Linked DNA regions of Zea mays: region 2 is linked to region 1. A link is a contact called in public Hi-C data. All regions are on one chromosome and are shown on one strand. Each heading gives the region's core, a stretch centred on a gene start, on an enhancer-like site or on the middle of the called end of the contact. The rest is flanking DNA. Distances are from core to core; before and after follow the strand shown.

What was found. Hi-C and Micro-C count contacts between places; a contact is called where the count stands out from the background.
Region 2: a Hi-C map of endosperm shows a contact between it and region 1, with 5 times the contacts expected there. The contact joins the promoter of LOC103637360 here to the promoter of LOC100193527 in region 1. A contact is called at or near these places in 3 of 25 Hi-C or Micro-C datasets (ear, endosperm and seedling).

Annotation. Positions count from the first base shown.
Region 1 is chr8:146,215,382-146,221,703 of Zm-B73-REFERENCE-NAM-5.0, reverse strand. LOC100193527 reads left to right here and starts at 2,302. Exons shown (of 5, transcript NM_001138639.1): 1 at 2,302-2,488; 2 at 2,576-2,696; 3 at 2,790-3,009; 4 at 4,196-4,463; 5 at 5,154-5,604. The coding sequence starts at 2,429. The coding sequence ends at 5,360.
Region 2 is chr8:146,383,411-146,389,732 of Zm-B73-REFERENCE-NAM-5.0, reverse strand. LOC103637360 (GTP-binding nuclear protein Ran1B) reads left to right here and starts at 3,130. Exons shown (of 8, transcript XM_008659573.2): 1 at 3,130-3,318; 2 at 3,581-3,680; 3 at 4,448-4,504; 4 at 4,650-4,767. The coding sequence starts at 3,130. LOC542067 (DNA methyl transferase 4) reads left to right here. Exons shown (of 12, transcript NM_001111703.1): 9 at 31-108; 10 at 177-241; 11 at 411-599; 12 at 696-934. The coding sequence ends at 486.

The DNA.
Region 1 (6,322 bases), core at 1,053-3,552:
TGTAATCAAGGCAAGAGACACCAATTGTGTGGTGGTCCTTGCGGGAAGTTTGGTTCCCAATTGATTGAGAAGAGAAGCTCACTCGGTCCGAGGGACCGTTTGAGAGAGGGAAATGGTTGAAAGAGACCCGGTCTTAGTGACCACCTCAACGGGGAGTAGGTTTGCGAAAACCGAACCTCGGTAAAACAAATCCTTGTGTCTCACTCTTTATTCGCTTGCGATTTGTTTTCACGCCCTCTCTCGGACTCGCTTATATTTATAACGCTAACCCGACTTGTAGTTGTGATTAAGTTTGTAAATTTCAGATTCGCCCTATTCACCCCCCTCTAGGTGACTTTTAGGGGGTACCCTACAAAAGGATTTGATCATCCCTCTCGTAGCAACCACACACCATTAGATTGATAGGAGAGTTCATCCATCGCCACCCACTACTCATATGTAACCTGTGCATCACCAGCAAATTCAATACTAAACACTAAAGTATGTGTGGTCTGGTGGTTAGCTCCAAATTTTTGGAGTTGGAGGTGTGGGTTCGAGTGCTCGCTCTGTACTTTTTTTGCGCGGTGTGGCAGCTGCGTGGGTGGGGTCGGATGCTGAGCAGGCGCATTAGATGGCTGCGTGGGCACTGGGATCCACAGGGCAGTAGCTGAGAGAGGGGCGGGAGAACCCGTCAAATAGCGTGGGGACGGGCCTAGAGTGTCAGTGTGTCCACATGACAGTATCTAAGAGAGGGATGGGAGAACCAGTCGACGCGCGTGGGGCAGACCCAGAGTGTCGGCATGGAGGGTGGAGCTGTGGTAGCACCAGGTGCCCACATTAAGTTCTTAATAGAGTAGTATAGATAGGAGTAATATAGATATAAAGCACCAATTTCTATGGTTTCACGGTCGTCACACTTCCTATTCCCATGTTATGCAAAAATAAAGTAAAATTATGTATAAGTGGACTCTTGAACCTTGGTTGTTAGCTTAATGGCTCCACATTCACACCCACACAACCAAGAAAACATATATATCTTTGTGTTTTATGAAAACTAACTTTATCCATATGGTACATAGAAATCGTTGCAATGCACGAACATCTAACTAGTTACTTGTTCACCGTCCTCTAAAAGATTCCATTCCATTCCCTAAATCCTAGCTTCCATAGCTATTCTCTTTAAATACATCCTCTATACACAATACACCATATTTCTAATGTATTTTTTAATCAGATTGTTTACATGTGTAGTTTTTATAGTCTAAAACTATACATACATATTGATTATGTTTAATGCTTAGTTTAGAGTATAAAAAATTTAGAAAAAAAGAACATCCTAAATCTAGGGCAGGAGGATTTGTCCCTAAATTTAGGGTGTCCTTTAGAGACAACTACTGCAGTTTTAGAATGCTACTAAATCTTTAGGGACACCCAGCAAATAGTCTAAGGCCCTGTTTAGTTCCTGGTTACTAAATTTTAGTCACATCACATCAAAATATTTAGATGATAGCTAGAAGTATTAAATATAGGGGTGTTTGAATGCACTATAGCTAATAGTTAGTGGTTAAAATTAGTTGAGACATCCAAACATCTTAGCTAATAGTTCAACTATTAGCTATTTTTGGTAAATTAGTTAATAGTCAGGTAACTATTTGTTTGCTAGCTAATTCCATTACCAATTTGTAACCAACTAATTATTAGTTCTAGTGCATTCAAACACCCCAATAATCTAATTACATAACTAATTATACAGATAAAGAATAAACGTCAATACAGATCTATTAAACTAATTAGTATATAATTCACCTATGCGATGTTATAATAATAATTTGCTAATTATATATTAATTAGGTTTAATATATTTATCATTCAAACACCGTAACTAATAATTCAGCTATTAACTATTTTTGGTAAATTAGTTAATAGTTAGGTAGCTATTTGTTAGCTAGCTAATTACACTAATAATTTTTAGCCAACTAACTATTAGTTCTAGTGCATTCAAACACCCCATATATATAATAATCGTAATTGACATTTAAGAGGTGTTTGGTTTGTAAGGATTAATTTTTAATCTCTCCATTCTACTTTAGTATCTAAATTACTAAATACAGAAACAAACTCTATTTTAGTTTCCGCATTTTATAATTTAGAGAATAAAATAAAATAAAATTTTGGGAATAAAAATTAGTACCTAGAAGCAGACACCTCCTTAAATATCCGATATCACACCATCAATGGCCCGGTTCACGTAAACAGAGCGCGTCAGGTGGGCACAATTGGTACAACCCAACCCAACGAGCAGCAGAAGCCGGCGCCAGATCCCGCATAAACCACCCGCTCTACCTCTCCACGCGGCCAGCCTGACTCCTCCAGACCAGTCCTCACCCCTGCTCGCCGCGAACGAAGCACAGCTCCTTGCCTCCGTCACCGCTCTCCGTGGCCGGCGAACATGATGTCCGGCGGTGGGTACTCCGCCCTCGACGACCCCAAGGCCTCCGGATCCGTCCCGGTATGCAACCGCACTTTTTTTTTTGCCAGTCTCCCTCTTGTCGCGGAGAACACAGACTCACTATCTCTCTCTTGCCACACCACGCAGGCGGCCACCGGGACAGATCCGCAGGCCATCAGGTTTGCCGACTCCAACCTCCAGACCTTCCCGCCGTCCGAGGCCAGGGGCAAGATCGCTGGCGCCTACCGCCCGCCCACCGACGCCGACGGTCAGATCTCGCGGCCTCAGCTCCCGTATTCTCCACGTTTCTCTTCGGATCCGGCTCGCTGACCTGGCCGCGGTGGCCTCTTTTTTTGCGCAGATACCTTCTCGTCCAAGGGCGGAGGAGCCGGAAGCGGTGGCAGAGGCGGCAGCGCAGGGTCGGATGATGCCGCGCAGGGCGGCTGGTTCCGCATGTTCTCCGTGGCGGCGTACAAGCCCTACTTCGACGTCGACACGTCTGACGTTGTCGAGAGGATCTGGGAGTCCGTCTTCCCCTTCCGCGGCACATTTACCGAGAAGACCTCCGAGAACCCCGACCTGTATGCTCGAATCAGCCCCCCCTCAGAGAATACATTACAGCTCAATTTTGCTGCATTGCTGAGACATGATACAGCTTAGGTAGCAGTAGCAGACGCGATAGATCTTTGCAAGTTTTAGTTAGCATACTGGCTATCATTATTCATAGATTAAATTGCCTTCTGGAGTTGAGTGTCGGTGTGTTTGCATTGGCTGGAAGGTGTTGGTACTTGGTTATGTAGTCTCATGCAGTTATCTGGTCTGCACACTGATAGTGATTGCTCCTTTGTTCCAAATACTTAGTTTCTTTTTTCATCAGGATCTGTTTTTTTTTGATTGAATTTATCCTTGGAAAAGTTATTATTGTCTCTAGCATTGAAGATTGTTGATATGATTCTTTGACTTTGTTTTAAGGTTTTAAAATGGCTGCAATGTCAGAGCCCTTTCTACAGGAGTCTCAGTAGAATTCATTTCAGCAAACAGCAAGCACGAACTAGTTATTAGTATTTACACTTGCTATTGGGTTGATATACTACATATCCCTGTGTTTTCTTACCACTATAGGTATTTCTATTGTTCAGTTTCATTTGGTTGAATTTTCACTGCCCATTTCCATTTGGTTTCCAAATGAAGCGTCTGTGGACACACTTCTATTGATTTTTGTAACTGTATTTGGTTGACCGTGAGATGTAATACTCTTTGTTTGAAAATGGTTAATGAAACATACCATATCTATAGTTTCCAAGATACATACTTGAAATGTTTTTCTTTCATTCAAACAGAAACATTTGGGTCTTCTGTTTTGGCAGTATGTTGAACACCAGTATTTCTTGTTGGAATTATTTAGTATGTTTCACACAAAGTTATAATATCCTTTTGAAAGCAGTATGTTCATGTACAATCAAATTGTTATTTCTCTATGTTGTGTATGGCAGCCTGTAGTGAATCTACATGAAAGTAGAATATGCCTGTGCAGTTGCATTGAATGCTTCTTTCTGAAAAAAAACAATTCGACTATGAACCTTTTCAATCTAGGACATTATGAACTACAGTTTATAATTTTGTAACTAACAATGGCACAATAGTAGTATAGTACACAGAACTTGCCGAATGTGAGTCACCTGGAAGATTTTGTATTTGTCTGAATGATTAATTATTTGTAATTTGCTACTGATCTCTATGCCTTCTGTTTCAATTTGTACTCTCTAGGTATGGGCCATTTTGGACATGCACCACCCTGATTTTCGTTGCTGCATCTATTGCTACTTTTGTCACCTACCTATCCCACAAATGGCACAAGAAGGAATGGAACTATGATATCAACTTGGTTACCTGGTCTGCTGGGTTATTCTATGGCTACGTGACATTTGTTCCTCTTCTTTTATATGTTATTCTCAAGTACTTGTCAGCACCTGCTGGTTTGGTGCAATTGTGGTGCCTATATGGATATTCTCTGTTCATATTCATTCCAGCATCGGTAAGGTTCTTACTAAAATGCATGCACATATACTTGGGACTTTCAGCTCTATTAGTCTACAATTTTGTGCCACTGGTCTACAGCTAAAGTTGTTTAAAATTTGGCCTTTTCTGTGGGAAATGTTCACTCGATTCTAACACCTGTAAAGCAGCAGCAAGGTTGAGTTTAAAGAATTTGCACTGATTTTGTATGAAAACTGGAACCAATTAATTCCAAGAGTCATTATTACCACCACTTACCAATATAATTTGTTTGCTAGGTACCCTTTTACTGCTACATATTATAGTTACATGATTTTACAAGGCATATAGTTGTGCAGTATGTTAGTAGGCTTCATGATTAAACCTGTTTCATATGGTCAAATACTTTTCTATGGATCATTGTCAAAAGAAAAAAAAAATGTTTACTATTTTTACTTACATATAACCAATATCGGTCATTTACTGATTCTCTATTGACGAAATACTACTCCATGCCAAATTATGAGATGTTTTGGCATTTCTAGGTACATAACTTTTATTTTACACTATATCTAGATACATAGTAAAAATAATGTATCTAGAAAAACAAAAACGTTTTATAATTTGGAAATGAGGGACTAGTATATTATCTGTTCAAATGATTTGGAATATTTCTACACTGCTTTAGCATTTGAAGTTGACTGGAAGTTCTTTCTCTTTTGTGTTACAGCTTCTGTCTATTGTGCCAATAGAAATATTCAGATGGGTGATTGCTGGTGTTGCTGGTTTCATGTCTGCTACTTTCGTTGCTGTAAATCTCCGCGCACACATTGTAAATTCCGGCGAGCGATGGTTCCTGATCGTTGCAGGGATATTCTTGTTGCAGTTGGGGCTTGCTGTTTTGCTGAAACTATATTTCTTCACGATAACTGTATAGGGTTATTTACATCTAATGATCGTACTAGTCAAGAATACACACAATTTTCCATGTGGAATCACTTCCATGTTCATTGAACATTGATGTAATTTTTCCATGTATACATCTTTCTTACACGTAGAATTGAGAAGCCCCTGAAATTGAATTACAGCAGCCAAACAAGTACACATGTGATTGATATGGGTGAAGAGTCTGATCTGTAGTCTATTCTGTGTTCCACTGCTTGAGGTGAATTTTGAATGAGAAATCGCTGTGTTCTCCACTCGTCTTAGCAGAGATGGCAACAGTCACGAACCTGCTGGGTATTGTTAACCCAACTTCATATCTGCGAACATAAAATCTGTTGACTAAAAAAATCCATGACCTGTCGTGTGTTTTGTTTTTAGGACTATGGGTTGTTTGGTTCTGCTTTTAGAACCTGTTTTTCTTAAAAAAAGTAGAAATCTGAATCAAAGCGCTCTCACCTAGCTCCTGTTTTTTTTAAGATGGCAACAGGCATATTTTACGCGTGAACCTATAGTGTGCGGGTTTGGGTGTGAGTTTCTATCCGTATGGATGTAGGTTTGATTCTTAACTCGATGAATTTTTCTGTGGATATGAAAATATTATATCTTTGTCCGTAAACCCGCGTACTCGTAATGCGATATGTATGTATATATTTGTAATTTGTGTGTGTATATATATGTGTGTCTATATTATATATATATACATATTTGTATATGTATATTTATATGTGTGTATATATATGAAGCCCTCGTCAACTGTGCCATCCGGTTCAGCCGCACCAGATTCTAGACGTCTATAAAAGCACCCAGGCTGCTAGGGTTCAATTTTGGACGTCTCACCCCGATGCACGAGCGATGGTGCCCATCCAGGCGTGTGCGACGAGCGGCGGTTACCCAAGAGCGCATGGTGGCGACGGACCCTCTGGGCATGCTCGACGGCGGCACCATGCTCAGCGA
Region 2 (6,322 bases), core at 1,881-4,380, 170 kb before region 1:
ATTTTGCCTAATGATAACTTCAAATACTAGAACCTCAATGTTCCTGAAGAGAAGCTCCAAATTTCTTCCCTGAAGGAGTTGGGCCTACGATTTTTCACCCCTCGTGAGGTGGCTGCCCTTTTACACTTATGTTTAAATCCTTCCCCAGGCTCTTGATGTTGTTCATAATTTTTCAGGTTGCCAATTTCCATTCCTTCCCTTCAAATTTCTGCTTCCCGGATCACATAAGCCTTAGGCAACAGTGAGTTTAAGTTCCATTATACACTTCTGGTTATCTTTAGTAAGCGACAAGGGCATTTGAATTGCAGTACATATAAGAAACATGAGAGATGAGGCTATGCTGGGTAACTATCTGAATAGTGTTTATAGTTATAGGTTACCATATATCTTTTGAAACCCTCTTGTTGCAGGTATGCTATGCTGGGTAACAGTCTGAGTATAGCAGTTGTGGGTCCTTTGCTGCATTATCTCTTTGCTGAGGCCTGAGTCATAGAGAAGTCCAGTCAGCCCTGGTGACATTAGCATGGCACAAACACTGTGGCTGCGATCTGCCAAAATTTCTTCATACGTGATTTAAGCAAGGTTGGTATTTAAGTATGGTATGTTCTGCACTTCTCGGTGGGTTTACATGTGTTGGTCTCCAGTTCACTTTTTAAATTCGAAAGACGATTCTCACGTTGCGACGCACTTCACAGGTTTTGGGGACTACAGTTTGGCCATTTGATGAGCACACCGTGTAGGCACAACCTCACAATGTATCAACAAAAGTGTACCATACAGTAGAGAAGCTGTTTCTGCGCATACTTCCTCCCCCTCATGCCTATGCTGTCATGGTGAATGAATTTTGGAATTGTGATCCGTTGATGTGTGCATGGATGAGGCTGTCGTAACGATTGTTGATCTGAGCTTTAAGTAACTTGGAACCTACTTACTCCGAGCAATTCCAATTCTATTCTTAGCTAACCCATTTAAAGTTTGACAATATTTATGATGTAAAATATGTATAGCAAGTATAAAATATACTCAATGAAGAATCTATATCATAAATATTGACACTTTTTTTATATAAACATCGTGAAACTCAAGATTCTTTGACTTGGTATTATGTTTGAATTGTATTTTGTTTTCGGGGAGATGGAGTACCTGCAACCGATGGTTAATGGAGCAAATGTGTTTACTTCTAATTTAGGGATGGGATGGGATGGGAGTTTGATCTGTGGATTTAGATATTCGTTGGATATTTGATCCGACGGAACCAGACATGGATACATTTTTTGACCTATGGGTTAGACCCGTATCCAACCCGAAGTTGGGAGCGCATGGATTCAAATATTGTCACCTATTGGCGGGTTACCAATTGGATATCTGAAAATTGCCAATAATTTTTTTGTCTATTATATAGCAAAGAGCAAATTCTAACTCCTTAAGCCCCATGTCTTAACGCTCCAAATTCCCTATCGCTAGCCACCCTTTTCACCTTTGTTGGCTTTCTATGCTGTACCTCGTGTCCTTTTCTAAGTCTCATAAGCCGCACCATCGCTGGTGAGGTCGATAGCTACCCCTTCTAGGCTCTAGTGCGATTGGCCGCAGCCCATGCATTATAGCCTTATAGGCTGCCCCTTTCTGCGTGCATGGTCACCTCTTTCTGCATCTGTCAGCCGCTCCTAGCTCCTCAATCCACATTGTTGTTGCCCCTTCATGCTTCTATCCTGGCGCTGGTGAGCATGTGCTGCCGCTTTCCTAATGGTCCCTGACTCCCCTCCCCTTCGACACATTTTTTCATGTTGATATGTTGAGAATATTACTTATTAAAAGACGTGTATTTGTATAATTTTTATTAAGTTTTTAACTGTGTATGATAGTGGACTGAGAAGAAATTTGATTAATTGTGCTATTGAATTGTTAGAAAATGATAGCCTCAATTATATCCGACGGATATTCAAAATCGTCCGAAATTGTGCTATTGAATCGTCATCACCAAAATAACCTAAGTGTGGCAGGCGTCACTACGGCACGCACGGAGAAAGGTCAGGAGCATGACCGACTCGCGCCGTACCCGTGTCGGTCGGCTCGCGGTTACGATCGTAGGCGGGGGCAGCAGGTTGGGCTACGACCGTAGTGTTGTTCTAGTTCGACACGATTATTTTTTTTATAAAAAATCATATATAGATATGTACAATTTATATTCAATATTATAAACACATGAGCATGATGTTATACTGGTTAGATACCTTTGTCTATATCTCCTACCCTTCTTCTATTATGCTCTTGCATCACTTTTTAATAATTTTACGCTGAGTTAATTTAGAATAAACGTATTGTAAAAAAATAACGCACGACACGGGTACATGACATGAAGCAGGATAGTGGCATCCCGAATTCCTGACCCGATCCCGACCTCCAACTCTCTCTCTGGAAGCAGGGTTTACTGCCGCCCATAAAACCCTCCATCCAATCTTTTCTCCCTTCATTCAATATACACGGAATTCGAAACCGACCTAGGTTCGTCTCCGCATTCCACGCAAGGAAGCCGCTGCGAATGGTGATCTTACGCTCCACCTCTCGATTGTTGCGATTTCCGATCTCCTCACTCATATTATACGCTGTTGTATTTTTTCAGGCTCTCCCCAATCAGGAGAAATTTGTCATTATGAAACACCACGGGGTGGCTTCGACAAGATGGAGGTTAACGAAAAAAATTTGTCGTTATAAAAAGGCTTTGCAAAGCCAACACTTTAAAATGGATATGAATAGGTAATAACGATAGATATTCACTCATACTCACGCCGTTATTTTTCCGTTACCAGGAATATTCGAGAGGCCGCTGCTCGCTCTTGCTGCCTTCCACGCGCAACCAAACCCTAACCACAACCCAACGAATGATCAATTCCATGGACGGTTCCAATCCAATGAAAGGAGAGGAGACAGAGTAGCAGCAGCAGCATAGTAGAAGAATCTGATGGAACGAACGAACCGACTGAGAGAATTCAGAAGAATTTGGTGCCGGCTCGTCCGCTGTGGAGCAGGTTGTGCGCGATGTCGTCCCTAGCCTTGGTGGCGCCGTCCGACCGCACGGGGTTCTCCGGCACCGTCTCGTCGTCGTCGATGTCGCATCGGAGCGCGGGGTCCATGCCCTCCCCGCGCGACTCGCAGATGTTGTGCAGCACGCAGCAGGCGCCCAGCACCACCGGGAGGTCCTGCAGCTTCACCTCCGTGCGCTTCTGCAGGCACGCCCACCGGCCCTTGAGGCGTTCGAAGGCGTCCACGGCGACGCGCCAGACCTCCGCCACCTTCTCGTTGAAGGCGTGCTGCGCCCACGTCAGGTTGGCCTGCGCGTAGGGGGCCAGCTTCAATCGGCGGCTCTTGGTCTGAGGCAGCGGCGCCCGGCTTCCGCGCGAAGGAGAATGCGACGGCGATGGAGGAGATCTCGCGATGGAGAACTCACGGCGACGGCGCTTGGGGACGGAACCCGGTGTCAACTAGATTAATACTGCTCTAAACCTTGTAATGGAGTATTCATGTCCATTTTAGAGTGTTGGCTTTGACCAGCCTTTTTATAACGGCGAATCCCTCCCCTTAGCCTCCATTTCGTCGAAGCCGTCCCCGTGTGTTTCATAATGTTAAATTTCTCCCAATCTACCCCAATTTCAAACTCGTCATCGTAGGCGACGGCGGCACCAGTAATTAGGTGATAGAGTTGCACGATCTCGCTTTCTGTTAATTGCGAGATTCCTTCCCGATTAGGTTTTGTTCGGTTATTCCCATTATATATGAATTGAATGGGATTAAAAAAAATTTAGAAGAATTTTAACTTGCTTGGAATTTAAATCCATCTAATTCCACTCAATTTATATGGATTAAGAGCTAACCGAACAAGTCCTTAGTGTGTTTTTGGTAATTTTGAGTCTACTAGCTTACAATCGAGGTTTTTTTTACTGCCAATGCACGGGGACAACCCGACTGTTTCTGCGTTGTAGCTTTGGAGTCAGCGACTCAGCGCAATCAATGAACATAAATGATTGAGATTATTGTGTTTTGCCCAATACATTTAGCCCACGTTTGGATCTAAAGCTCTCCTCACTAGAGAACCCTCCTCACACAAGAGAGATCCCACCATCTCTATTTCGAACTTCATTGTCTAAACAGTGTTTTGCACAGCCATTTTAGTCCTAGTGGTGAGGACAGACCAATACATTTAGGCCACCTTTGAATCTGATCGGGAATATGAGAATCCAGTATCCTCTATTATCTAGAGAGATCTGTGTCTTGATATTTTTAAAATCTGTTCTGGTATCTGGTCTGTTTGTATGAATATAGATAGATTTTTTATCACATTCGTATAATCTGCTTGGATTCAAATTGCCTTTAATTAGTTAGATTTTTTGTTATATTTTCCCTTCACGTTTGTTGATTTCATTCTGAAAACATCCCTCTTCGTGTCTTGTAGGCAAGACAACCTTTGTGAAGAGGCATCTGACCGGAGAGTTCGAGAAGAAGTATGAACGTGAGTATCTATTTTTTTTAGAGTGGATTATATATGTAGTTATTTGTTTGATTCTACTTCTTGCAGAGTGGATTATATATGTAGTTACTTATTTGATTTTACGGTAGTTGTTGTGGTGCCGTAACTAATTCGATTGTCTCTGCAGCCACCATTGGTGTTGAGGTTCATCCCTTGGATTTCCACACCAACTGTGGGAAGATCCGCTTCTACTGCTGGGACACTGCAGGCCAGGAGAAGTTTGGTGGGCTCAGGGATGGATATTAGTAAGTATTTAAGAGTAGTACTGTCGATTCGGAACTTATTGACACAAATATATTAAATGATTGTTGTTGATTTATCTTTACATTAGACCATCTTCAGCAGTTTACCCATATGGTCACTCAATACTGTTTTGCACTGTAAAATGTACTTTTCGCAGAATGGAGTCTGAATATGGGTATGAGGTTACGTAAGCTGCTGAAGATAGTCTTAGGCTATCTTTAGCAAACTGTGTATAATGGCTTCCAAAACACTGTTTTTACACTGTTTACAGTGTAGTTTGAAATAGAGTAAGATAGAAGGTGGGATAGAGACTAGGGAGACTACTGAAGATAGCCTTACCTGTAGTTCTATGTGCTGTCACATATCAGCAAAAATGTCTAATCTGGATCAAGTGTGTTCTCATGGTTACATGCTAAATAAATGACATATAAAACCTGATAGATTTTTTTATATACCAAGGCTTGATTTTAAAATTTTAATTATATTATATATTGCTTATTGATGCCTCCAAATTTCATACTCAAATCATGGCATTGTATTGAGAGTGATTTAGTAGTCATGTTTTTTAGTTTACTTTTGACAAGCTGTGGTACCTTTTTTTTAAAACTTTTGTTCAATTCAGCTTTATGTGCTTTTATTAGTTACTTCCACTATAGGTCTTTGTTTTGTCTAATTCCTTTTACTCATGGTTATGTTTCAATGATATATGATACTTATTGGTTGGAGATATTTAATTTGGAGCATTGCCATATAACTTCCGAATTGTTGTACACAACACTCGAACCTGTGCCTGATACCTGTGTTTCTGAAATCATGGGTCTGAGTAGAAATGCTTTTGTGGATTTTGACATGTTCTCTGCATAAATCCTTCACTCTACCAACAACCACCATACACATCTGTAATTTTTGACATATCTTGTTACTTGATATCCTTTTGTTAACATTAGTCTGACTTCTATATCTATACTATTTATTAAGAGGCTAATGTAGACCAGATTCGTGCCCCCGCCCTCTGCGTACATGCAAGCCTCTGCATACATGCAAGCTCTCCCAGCCGCGCATGCAACGAATGCAACTAAAGCTGCGCATGCAACCGTGCATGCAAATGCCACCACTACATGCAAAAGCTGCATGTGCACAACCGTGCATGCACATGTAAAGCTGCGCATGCGAGTGACATAGCACATGTTTGATATCTGGTAGGAATTATATGTTAAAAATAAATGCGCTAATTAGCACATGTGTTTGGACAGTTTCAAGGAACTAAACGATAAAAATAAGATAAAATATATGTAAATAGGATTCGAACCATGGTTATTTGCTTTAAACTCACGTTCACATCCACCAAGGAACTAAACGGTAAAAATAAGATAAAATATATGTAAATAGGATACAAACCATGGTTATTTGCTTTAAACTCACGTTCACATCCACCTAGCCACGAGAACACACACATTTTTTATTTTAAACTCTATACTCAAATATAATATAGAGACTTTTATGAAAAATAGGGGGGAAAAATAAAACCGGGTCATGCTCAGGCCAACCATGATACTT